2 separate regions of the Gossypium hirsutum genome follow, and region 2 is linked to region 1. Evidence: chromatin contacts called from public Hi-C data. All regions are on one chromosome and are shown on one strand. Each heading gives the region's core, a stretch centred on a gene start, on an enhancer-like site or on the middle of the called end of the contact. The rest is flanking DNA. Distances are from core to core; before and after follow the strand shown.

Region 1 (6,214 bases), core at 2,263-4,762:
TTATCTTATTTACATTTATATTCTAAAAATCTAACCCCTAAACCCAACAACCAAACCCCAAAATCCGACCGTCAATATACCATAAACCTTAAATCATAAATCCTAAACCCCAAACCTAAAACTCTAAACTCTAAACCATAAACCCTAAACCGTAAACCTAAACCATATTTTTTGGAATTTGTGTGGCCAGTGTTAGTGTAGTACAAGACATATATTTTATATTATTATATTATATATATGGCTGTAGTACAAAATGGCATGAATCCGAGTAAAATCCAAATGTTCTTCAATTTCCAAACTAAACCCTAAAACCCTAAACTCAAACCTTAAACCCCAAACTCAATCTCTAACACATAAACACTTAACCCAAATTAATAAACAGTATACCATAAACACTAAACCCTAAACCGTAGACATTAAATCTTAAATTTTAAACCCTAAAACCTAATAAAATAAAACGATGGATTTTGCTCAACACTTTGATGCGTTGAAACCCTAACCGTAACCCCTAAATCCTTTAACCCCTAACCCCTAAAGCATAACACCTAACCCCTAAACTTTAAATCCCAAACCCTAAATCCATACCCAAGACTACTCCTTAAACTCTAAACCATATACTATAGAGATAATTAATTCAATATTTTAAAATTAATACTATCTCTTTTACGATTATATAAGAAATTATTTAATATATAATCTAAAAAAATCAGTAATGTATCCAAAAAATTTTAAAATTATTTTAAATAATAGTATTTTAATTTTTCCATTTTTAACGAATATTTTAAAATATTTTAAACCCCTGAGCATTAGCGGCGCTTCCCAAAAACGCCGCTAAATCCCCAAAAAGCTCCGAAAACGGCACCGTTCGGCTTAGTTTTATTGCGGCGCTTTCCGAACAACGCCGCTAAAGGAAAGCATTAGCGGCGCTTTCTTAGAAAACGCCGCTAAATCCACTGAAAGTTAAGAAAACGGTGCCGTTGGGCACCCCAAGCATTAGCGGCGCTTCATTAAAAACGCCGCTAAGGCCTCGAAAGATCTGAAAACGGTGCCGTTGGACATATTTTTTTTTGCGGCGCTTCTCTAAAAACGCCGCTAAATCCCTGAACATTTGCGGCGCTTTTGTCAAAGTGCCGCTAATTCCACGAAAGCTGAGAAAACGACATCGTTTGGCTTAGGGTTTTTAGCGACGCTTCCCCAAAAACGCTGCTAAATCCCAAAAACTACGGAAACGGCACCGTTTGGCTTAGGATTATTAGTGGCGCTTAATTAAAAACGTCGCTAAATCCCCAAAAGCTCGGAAACGGCGTCGTTGGGCTTTGGTTTTTGCGGCGCTTTCTGGAAAACGCCGCTAATTCTTATTTTCAGCGGCGTTTTTCGTTTTGCGCCGCTAATGATCTAACTTTAGCGGCGTTTGTCATCTAAACGCTGCTAAAACCGCCGCTAAAAGCCTATATTGGTGTAGTAGATTATGAATGTAATCATAACTCAAAGGAAAGAGAACCATTGCAAGTCTCAAACTGGGTAAAGGATGAGCAATACTAATCCCCACCCGATTTACATGAACAAATCGCACTGTTTTTTAAGGCCATGTGCTTTCTCAAGGAACTTCCCAATCTAGTATCATTGCTTAAACACACCATCTACTTTAATCTTAATGGTATCACCTATTGATGGCCTCCCTACCACGAGACGAAAGAATGTGAACCCACTATAATTGTGAAGGAAAACATATAATTTTTTTATTTACCCACTTTGAGGGGAAAGTTGAGAAAACAAAGACAATATTTTTAAAGATGTAAAATATCATTTTTGTTCTAATTATATTTTATGTAAATATTTCATGACATGATTATAATTGGAAAATCTCATTAAAATTAGTCTTTTCCTTTTCTTTACACCTTTTACCAAACAAAGATGGTTAAAATTTATTTATTTTTATTTTTATTAATTTTAATTATCTAAATAAAATACACATATTTTTAAAACCAGTCTTTTCCTTTACTTTCTACCTTGTACCAAACAAAGATGGCCCGAGCAATGACACTAGCCAATCTGTTGTCACATTGCAAATTGAAGTTGCATGATATAAAACCAGCCTAAGAATAATTCGATAAGATGAAAGAATATTGTAAGGTCAAAATTGATTATGCAATCAGTTGAAGATTTCGGATTGTTTTGTCTTTTAATGATGTTGAGAGTTTTTAGTGTATGAAAAGACGACAAGTTTACTAACTCATCGAGTGTCTGAGAAAACGAATCATGCATATTGTGCAAAGTTGGACTCAAACTCATGTTTTAGAGTTTATAGTCCAAGTGGTAGTATTCTCCTACATAAATACCTTAAATGCTATAGGGTTCGAGTCAACTCATGTTGTTTTGTGAACTTATTAAAAATACCAATGATAAGAAATTAAAAATTAAAATCGTGGGGTAATTTCAAGAATGAAAAAAATTAAGAGGTTGGTTTATCTTCCCTTGCTTGCCACTAAGGTTGCCTTAACATTGGGTGACATTGAAGGGACCAACACCTAAATGGAAATTATAAAATTGGTGATTAAGATTTTTAGATAGATATTCATGGGAGACTTGCACTTATCTCCTAAGAAGGAAAACCAACAAGATATACCCAAAGATGTGCTTATCTTATCAGTCCTTTTTATCTTTTTTTTTCTTCCAATGGTAGCAACGAGGTTGTTCTATACTGTAATTATCAACAAGGTTAGCTTTGGTAACTTTATTTCTATCCATCAAAACTCAATTCTCCTATAGCATTCAAGTAATAATATGTATAGTAGTTTTGGGTTAAATCTAAAGTTCTGGGGTAAATTTTTCTCTTAATAATCTAAAATTTGGAAGGGGGATAATATGCTCCCACTTACCAAGTTTTGATAAAATAATGCGAATGATGAACCAGATAAATTTGTGATCATATATATGTATCAAAAAGCATCTCAAGACCCTTAATTCACCATGTAGGAATGAGGTTGAACAAATTTTGATCTATTGAAACACTCACCTCTAATTCCACCATTCCTATCATTGATTTTAAAAATCTATAGTCCGTTGTATTTTATAATGTGATATTAAACTTGTAAAAAGATTGATGTTGTATTTTTTAAAGTAAATTAGATGTTGCACTTATATTATAATAATTTTATTACTTGTGATGATTTATAATATTATAATATGACATAGCATCCATTTAATTTGATTTTTTTAAGTATTATAATTCTATTTGTAAAATTAAATAAGGAATTAATTTCATGTAAAAAAAATCTTCATGAAAGTGTCTTTTCTGTTAGTTTTTACCCAAGTTAATCCTTTGAAATCCCTCCGATACCACTACACCAACAACACTTGTTGTTGTTAGCTCTATATAAATAAATCTCATCAATGCAGCCTCAATTCTTATAATAAAACTACTATAAAGCAATAAAGCCCCATATGAAGAAATCTGTCGACTCTGAATAACAGAAGTAGGTTTCTACTATATAGCATTAGCTGGTAAATATGCTGTGATCTGAAAAGACTTGCTTCCTTCCTAGATTTGCTCAATGCCCCCTCCTCTACTTCTACCTTTACCCCTACCCTCTTTTCTGTGGGTGCCAACTGCCAAATACAAATCCGCCTTCACACATTAATCCGTTTGGAGGTGAGCTTATTTATAGTATCATCATGCAGCAGCATTCATGTCATCACTATATATATATATATGTATATATGGGGATGACAAAAAGCATATGAACTAGATGTACTCCTTGTATTCTTTTTTTTTTCTTAGATCAAAGTCATGGCAGATTGGCATGGTAGTGGTCGCAGTAGGAATTCAATCAACGATGGAGATTTTGATGAAGAAGAAGTTTGGTCTTATGAAAAAGAAGATTCATCAAGTCCCACCTCGAGCAAACCTAGGGAACCCTCCTCGAGTTCTTCATCTGCATGGCGGCTTCCAAGCGCACCGAGAACGATCCGAAGAGGAAGCAACTCATCATCAGCAGCAAGGCATGAAACCGAGGTGACTCGGCAATCATCGGCTCCGTTGAACATCCCCGATTGGTCCAAGATATATGGGAAGCATGCAAACATGGAACCATCAAGAAACGAGTCATGGGTTAATACAGGTGATGATGATGGTGATGATGATGATGATGGTATGGTGTATGAGGATGGAGATATGGTCCCTCCACATGAATGGCTTGCTAGGAAGCTTGCAAGGACTCGAGTTTCTTCTTTCTCGGTTTGTGAAGGGATGGGAAGGACACTTAAAGGCAGAGATCTCAGCAAAGTGAGAAATGCAGTTTTGACAAGAACAGGTTTCCTAGAGCAGTAATGATGATCATCATGTAACCTTTTTCCTTTTATTAGCTTTCGGTCATAATACGTTGTGGGCATGTACTATTGAACTTGGGAACAGAAAAAAAAGTCGTAAATTGCAACTAGGAGCTGCATTTTTGTGAGATTTTTCTGGAAGAGGGAAAAATTAGATAGAATTTTCAACGTGACGGAAATGAAAACTAGTGCATAGTTGAGTGATCAATGGTGCAATTCATCCTTTTAGTACAAGATTTAGCGAAGGAGACTGGGAGTGGTTTACAAGTGAGTCTGAAGAGCCGTTAGAGGTCATTCCTTGAAGATTTGAGGAAGTCTTGTGATATTTGGGCAAAGCTTTGGTCAATGCTGCAAAACTCTGATTAGTAGTGAAATTAATGTGCTTTTGATTCAATTAGTTGAATTGTTAAATTGCAATAATTAAATGAAAAATTATAAAAAATATAAAACATTGCATTGATTTTTTTATCAATTCAGATCAATCTGTTTTATTATTATTATTTATCATGCCGAATCAATTTTGGATTCAACGGATTGATTCAGTCCGACCTAAGAAGTAATGAGATTTATATAGAAAAGGGGCTTGTTGTGGACTCCTCCGGACACATGTCTTATTATGGTAGAGTCATGGGGTACTCTATTTTGGTGTGGCTTGATAGAGTCAACGATAGGGTGATGAGAGTAGCTCTTCAGTGGACTTCAACATGATGGGCACACTTGGGTGATCCCCCATGCAGGCGAGCCCTTTTAACTGAGCAAGGTAGTTGGGTAAAAAGGATGCAAGGGTGAAGTAGTAATTTTAAAGGTGAGACAGGGTAAAGTGGAGCAAATATTTACCAAACTGTTCTGTTCTACCATATTCATGAAAGAAAATTTCCTATTCGAAATCATCACTACATTTTACATTTCATTATTCCTTTTCTTTTTTTAATTTTCGATAGTTTCTTTGTAGAGTTCTATTTTGATTTTGATCTCTCTATTATAATAAAATATAAAATATAATCTTTTTATTTTATTTTATTTTATTTAAAATTTGATATAACTTGATATGTAAAATTTTATTAGCCAGTCTAAATGCTAACTATTTGGATTAATGATTTGGACAAATTAATAACATTATAATAATATGGGACTAAATTGTGATAAGTTAAAATATGAAGAATAAATGTTAAATTTGAGTATAATAAAAAAGACCAAAATTAGGATGATGATTAGAAAAATTGATATCTGAAAAATGAAACTAAACCCAACATCTCTTATATAAAAGTGTCCACTCCAAATATTGCCATCACCTACTCTAACCTAATAGTAATAACACATTGATAATATCGTCTGTGATGCTTTTAAATTCTACGAAAGTCAAAGATCCAAACAAAAACTTGAAGCCTCAAGCAGTGACACTCGCCACTCGGCTCTCATATTGATAATTGATGTTGCATGATTTCATATAAAATCATCCTAGGAATAATATTGTACGGTGGAAATTGATTAATGCAACCTTTGTTGACTTAAAGATACTAATGATTTCCAATGTGCAACTTAATGGTGAGAATTAAAATTGTGGGGGCAATTTCAATAAAAATAAAAAGAAAGGCTGGTTTATCTTCCCTTTCTAGCCACCAAAGTCGCCTCAACATTGGGTGGCATTGAAGGGACCAACACCTAATTGGAAAAATATATTTTTTGTGAATAAGAGTTTTTTAGATAGCAATTCATGGGAGACTTACACTCATCTCCTAAAAAGGAAAACCAACAAGATATTCTCCAAGATGTGCTTATCTTATCAGTCCTTTTTATAATTTTTTTTCAATGGTAGCTATGGGGTTCTTTTATACAATGATTAGAAACAAGGTTAGCTTTTGGTAACTTCATTTCTGTCCATTAA
Region 2 (6,214 bases), core at 2,726-5,225, 77 kb before region 1:
AGAAATAGAACCTGCTACAATAGAACAGGCCTTTACTAGCAAAGAATGGACTCTCGCGGCTCAACAAGAGTATGATGCTTTGTTGAAAAATAACACATGGGATTTAGTTACGTTACCTGCCGACAGAAAGGCTGTGGGTTGCAAGTGGATTTTCAAACTCAAAAGAAAATCAGATGGCACCATCGCTCATTACAAAGGTCGTCTAGTTGTCAAAGGCTACCTTCAAGAGGCAGGTATTGATTTTCAAGATACTTTTAGTCCGGTTGTCAAGTCGACAACTATTCGGGTTGTGTTGACATTGGCTGTTGCATTTGGGTGGCAACTTCGACAAGTTGATATTAATAACACCTTTCTCAATGGGGATTTGGCTGAAGAAATTTACATGACACAACCACCTGGTTTTGAGCAGACCCGTAGTGATGGTGGAGTGTTAGTATGCAGGTTAAAGAAAGCTCTTTACGGCCTTAAGCAGGCTCCAAGAGCATGGTTTTCTAAGCTATGTGAATTTTTGCTTAACTCACAGTTTGCCCCTACTAAGTCGGATGCTTCCCTTTTTGTGAAGAAGGTGGAAGGAGTACTGTTGTACGTGCTCGTGTATGTTGATGATATAATAATCACTGGGAATCATCAGCAAAGTATTGATAGCTTTGTGGCAACGTTAGATGCTCAGTTTGCTTTAAAAGATTTGGGGCCTCTTGGTTATTTTCTAGGTGTTGAGGTGACCACTACCACTGATGGTTTATATTTAAGTCAGTCAAAGTATATTTTTGACTTACTAAAGAAAGCCAAGATGGATCAAGCAAACAGTTCTCCCACTCCAATGGTTTCTACTTCGAAATTGTCTCAGTCCAGTGGTTGTGCTATTGAGAATGAAGCTGAAAATCGAAGTATCGTAGGAGCACTTCAATATGTGGTTATAACCAGGCCAGACATTACCTTTGCCGTAAACAAAGTGTGTCAATTTATGCATCGACCTCTTGATCAACATTTTCAAGCGGTCAAGTGTATTCTTCGGTATCTTCAGGGTACTATTGACTATGGCCTTCGATTCACAAAGGCTCATGCACTGGATGTGGTTGGCTACTCAGACACGAATTGGGGATCTGATATCGATGACCGGAGGTCTACTACAGGCTTTTGTGTTTTTCTTGGTGGTAATCCGGTTGCATGGGGCTCAAAGAAACAGCCAACTGTCTCCAGGTCCACAGCAGAGGCAGAATATCGGGGGCTAGCTCACACGGTTACAGAAGTGGTTTGGTTAGAGTCGCTTTTGTCTGAACTGCATGTTTCACCCTTGAAGAAACCCACGGTATGGTGTGATAGCTCAGGGGCAGTTGCTGTGTCTGCAAACCAGTTCTGCATTCAAAATTTAAACATTTAGAATTGGACCTTTACTTTGTTCGAGAGAAGGTAGCAGATGGAAAACTTGTTGTAGGGCACATTCCAGCACATGAACAAATTGCTGATGTGTTTACTAAACCTTTGTCAGCCTCTCTGTTTACTAAGTTCAGGTCTTATCTTAAGGTAGTTCGAAAACATTCTGCTTAGATGGTGTTCTTAGCAGTAGTTGAGGAAGTTGGTGGAATATTAGAGTATTCAGGTAGTTATGATAGTTAGTAGTTAAGGATGGTAGTTATGGTTGTTAATAATTGTATTATAAATAGTGGGGTTTACGTTACTGTAAAGGTATGAAGAAATAACAGTTCTTTCAGTAAAAGTGTACTGTTGTTATTTTTGTTCAGCAGTTTCTTAATACCCAATGAACATTTTCATGAATTTGATTTAATTTTTTAAAATTATATATGTAATTTTTATTTTATAAAACAATATGAAAAGTATTAAAAATTGATTTTTTTTATTTTGAATTTGTAATTTTAATTTTTTTACTATTATGTAAATTACCTAGTTGGTCACCCAATTTTTAAAGTACTTTCACTTTGGTCACCTAAAAGAAATTCTTGTAAATAAATTAGTTATTTTAGTTGCCACAAACATTAAATCCTAACAAATGCCACCTCATGTTCATACTTTCATTTTGGTCACTAAAAAGATCTTTTCAATTTCATTTTGATTTCTAATTTTCCGTTTAATAATTGAGATTCAAAATTTCCATTTCTATTATTAACTGCTATTCATATTACATTAGTGAAGATTTCCAATCTCCATCCCTATACCCAAATCACTTAACAAAAAGAAAACATTAACAAATATTAACCCAAATTTTACATACTTTGCAATTCAATGAACAAAATAACCAACAACACCCAAACTAAAGCCATGATTTTGCCCAAACCAACAAACAAAAACCATCAACTCTAAATCCAAACTAAACTCACATCATGTAGTATATGATGGAAAAAATTCTAAGTTTAGTTTGAGTGTTCTTTAATCTTTATCTAGGGTTTAGGATTCTTATTTGTTGATTTGCAACTTCTTTGTTTGAATTATAAAGTGACGAAAAAATTCTGAATTTTGTTTGGGTGTTCTTCATTTCCTAAAAAATTTCCCATCATAGATGACGTGAGTTTAAGATTTTTATTTCTTATTTATTTGGGTAATGATGATGGAAAAAATATTTTGAGTTTAGTTTTGGTGTTCTTCGTTTCGGTATTTTATTTGTTTATTTGCAATCTATGTAAAATTTAGGTTAGGATATGTGGAAATGTGACTTAATGTTTGCACTTTGTTTTCTGATTTGAGTGTATAAAATAGGATTATGAATCTCCACTGAACTTGAATTAGTAATGGAAATGGAAATTTTTAATCTCAATTGTAATGGAAATTTTGAACTAAAAATGATCGGTTCAAGTAAAATAAGAAGTTTCTCTAACTGGAATGATAAATTTGTAAGAATTTTTTTGTGACTAAAACGAAAACATGAACAAGATGTGGCATCTAATTAGTCGTTGTTGGGATTTAATGATTGAATGACTAAAGTAACAAATTTCTCTAATGGTAGGGATGAAATTGCAAGAAATTTTTTTGAGTGACTAACTACGTAGTTTACCATTTTTCATAATTTTTGAATGATTATAATGTTATGACATGATCGTTGCCATGAGTTAAATATTACATTGACCAAATGCCAAATATTCATTGAATAGCATGAAAAAGTTAACACCCTTTACCACAAAATATTATTTTGTGTAACCAAATTCAAATTTAAATACTAAATTAAACAACAAAAATCTAGATATCACATTGAATATTGAAGTCAAACTCGAGTATTAAATGATATAATAATCCTATAATTTGTATAATTAGTAGATCCACGTGATTGGATATATGTTATGTTTATACATTTTTATATATATCAATCAGACATCTCATCGAAATTCAAAGATCGATTTAATTAATATGAATTCAAAATCGATTCAACTCAAATTAGAAATAATTCAAGTTCAGAATGATCCAAGTAAATGATTAAAAATGACCCGAACCAAGTATCAAAATAACTCGACTAAAACACTAGATTAGAACACCTAAATGATTTGAATGCAAATTGAACAAATCTGAAAGAACTCTAACCCTAAATAACTTGCATTCAAAATTGACTGACCTCAACCAGATATCAGATGCAAAATCTAAAATTTGAATTAACCCAATTTAAAACCACCTTTCCAATGGAATGATCTAATTATAATTCTTTAACAGATACTATTGGCACGTGGTTATGTTCTTCTTCGCATTTAAAATTTAATTTTTATATTTTAATTTCTAAAGTAATATTACTATAATATTATTAATTATTCTAGATAATTAATATCATTACTTTTTTTTAGAGATAGATTCGTAAGTTTTCCTTACTTTATTTTTTATATTCAAAATTTTATTTTAGCCTCATGCTGATATAGTTTAATTTTGGTGAGAATCTTGAATCCAGTTCAAGAGCCGTGGTTTATTGATGTAGTTCACTTCTTCAATTAAAGGAGTTGGATTCATTGGGCTCAATTGAAGGGTTCAATTCATGGGTCGATGATAGCTTGGGCTGATTTACATGGGCCAAGTAATCAAATGGGACCCAACATCCTGGTTGAACTGGTTAGGTTAGCATTCAATATTCTGTTTAATCAATTTAATAGTAGTAAAAGTGAAAATATTAAAAATTTCATAAAAATAATAAATAATGGGTTTTTATTCCATAAACAACCTTAAAAAATAAACATGTGTCTCTTTTTTTAAATATTTTATTATACCCTTCAATCCCCCTAATCCCACTTGTAAAGTCTAAAAACTCCATTCACAGTGTACCAAATAATTTCATTTAAATCATAACATAAACATCCATTTGTAAACTATAACAACAATATTAATGATTTCGTCCCATTTTTTTTACTGATTAAATAAATATCTTTCTTTGATTTTATGGCACAGATAAAATTAATTGAATCATAGATTTTTAATGTTATCATTAATCCCTTTATTATAAGATACACTTAATTTGAAGTAAGGAAAAGAGGTTAAAAAATGCTAACTTATCATATTTTAAAGTGGCAGGAAAAGAAAATCAAAATTCAATATTTTTAAAACGCAACAACGTCTCAGTAGCTTCAATCTTATTGCCATTTACAGGGACCCATCAAGTAAATTAACCATTCTGGGAATAAAAATCTCTTTCAGCCAATGACAGTGGGCAAGTACATAAACTTGGTGTATCAGATTCTTTGAAATAAAAAAACAGGCCAATTAAGAGGGTCTGTCAAAAAGAAGACATGGGCAACTAAATATGGACTTTAAGTCAAAAGGCATTAATAAAATTCAAAGATGGCAAAGTTGAATTTAAGCACAACATGACGCTGATTTGGTCCTACCCACACTTGTGCAATTTATATCATACTATATATTGTAATTAGGCCAAACCAAATTTAGCCACAGTGCATTGATTCATGATTGATATGAAAACCCTACATTGATGAGAAATGGACTTGCCACACAACACTATAATTCACTACGTGATATCTATTGATTAATTGAGTTGGTGTCACGAGTTAATTCGATACTAATTCAGTTGTGAAATTATTAAAATATCATTACTTTAAAGAGTAATTAATATTACTATAAAAGTATTTTTATAATTTTATATAATCTTCAAATGAAACAATTAAAAAACATCAATTGAAAATTGAGCACAAGATCAACAAATCCGTATAAAAATCCCTTGCCATCCCACTTATAATCATTTATTAGTATTTTTTTAATATAAAATATTTTCTTTCACCCACATCATGGGTGTGATAAAATCTAGTAAATAATAACTTGTCAAAGTTTATATAATATGATGTATTAAATATATTATTTTTAATGAAAATGTTGACTAGAACATTAATTTTTTTGATGATGTTAGCATGGGAACCCATATGACAGTTTACGTATACTTTATGCTGACATGACACTATTTTTCTTATATGTCGCATCAATAAATAAATTAAATTTTTTAATATATATATAAAGTTCATAAAATAAAAAAAAATTAGTATGAAGTACACATGGATTATTGTGCGGACTGTCATGTTTACAAATTTAACATTTTAGTAATAATTTTTATAATAAAAAATTAAAATTTAACTTGTTTTAAAAGGTTGAAGTTCATATTTGACACTTTTTAAAAGGCTAAATACTGATTTAACTAAAAAATAAAAATCAATTTAACAAAAAGATGTAAATATTAAAAATAAAAGTTTTCATTATGCCTATTATTTTGAAGTACAAGAATATAATAACAAATTTGTTAATTGTTAGGGCAAAAGTACCTTGACTACCTTGAATAAATGGTGCCCCACTTAAAATGAGTACTTTAATTTAATTTAATTAAAAAATTTTAAAAATATATAAAAAGTTGATTAATTTTTGGAAAAAAGGCATGAAGTAGGCATAGATTATTGTGCGAATTGTCATGTTTAAAAATTTAATATTTTAGTCAATATTTTTATAAAATAAAAACTATAATTTAATTTTTTTAAAAGGTTAAAGTTCAAATTCAAATTATTTTAAAAACAATAAAAAAATGTCAATATAATAACAAATGCATTAAGGACTAACGTGAATAAATGCTATAATTTCATAGTTTGCCTCTCTTAAAATGAATACTTTAAATTAATCTTTTCCACTGCTAATACAAAATGCAAGTGGTAGAAGAGATGACCTAAGCCTAAAAGGTCATATATTAACTGACAGGAAGGCGTAAAAGTGAATTGAGACAGCTACTTGAGTTGGG

Evidence for each region. A called contact is a pair of places that touch in the nucleus more often than the background predicts.
Region 2: a contact with region 1 is called in a Hi-C map of leaf, with 4 times the contacts expected there. The contact joins the enhancer-like site here to the promoter of LOC107891816 in region 1. A contact is called at or near these places in 5 of 34 Hi-C or Micro-C datasets (callus and leaf).

What each region holds. Positions count from the first base shown.
Region 1 is chrD09:33,298,914-33,305,127 of Gossypium_hirsutum_v2.1, reverse strand. It overlaps LOC107891816, which reads left to right and starts at 3,512. Exons shown (of 2, transcript XM_041100361.1): 1 at 3,512-3,652; 2 at 3,782-4,757. The coding sequence starts at 3,791. The coding sequence ends at 4,330.
Region 2 is chrD09:33,376,227-33,382,440 of Gossypium_hirsutum_v2.1, reverse strand. No RefSeq gene overlaps it. Among protein-coding and RNA genes, the nearest start is that of LOC121203599, 6.4 kb to the left of the region's middle. Within about 2 kb of position 3,975, at least 3 of the 9 cell types and tissues checked have an H3K27ac peak or open chromatin away from gene starts, as enhancers often do. A contact at or near this core is called in leaf, where this site is marked.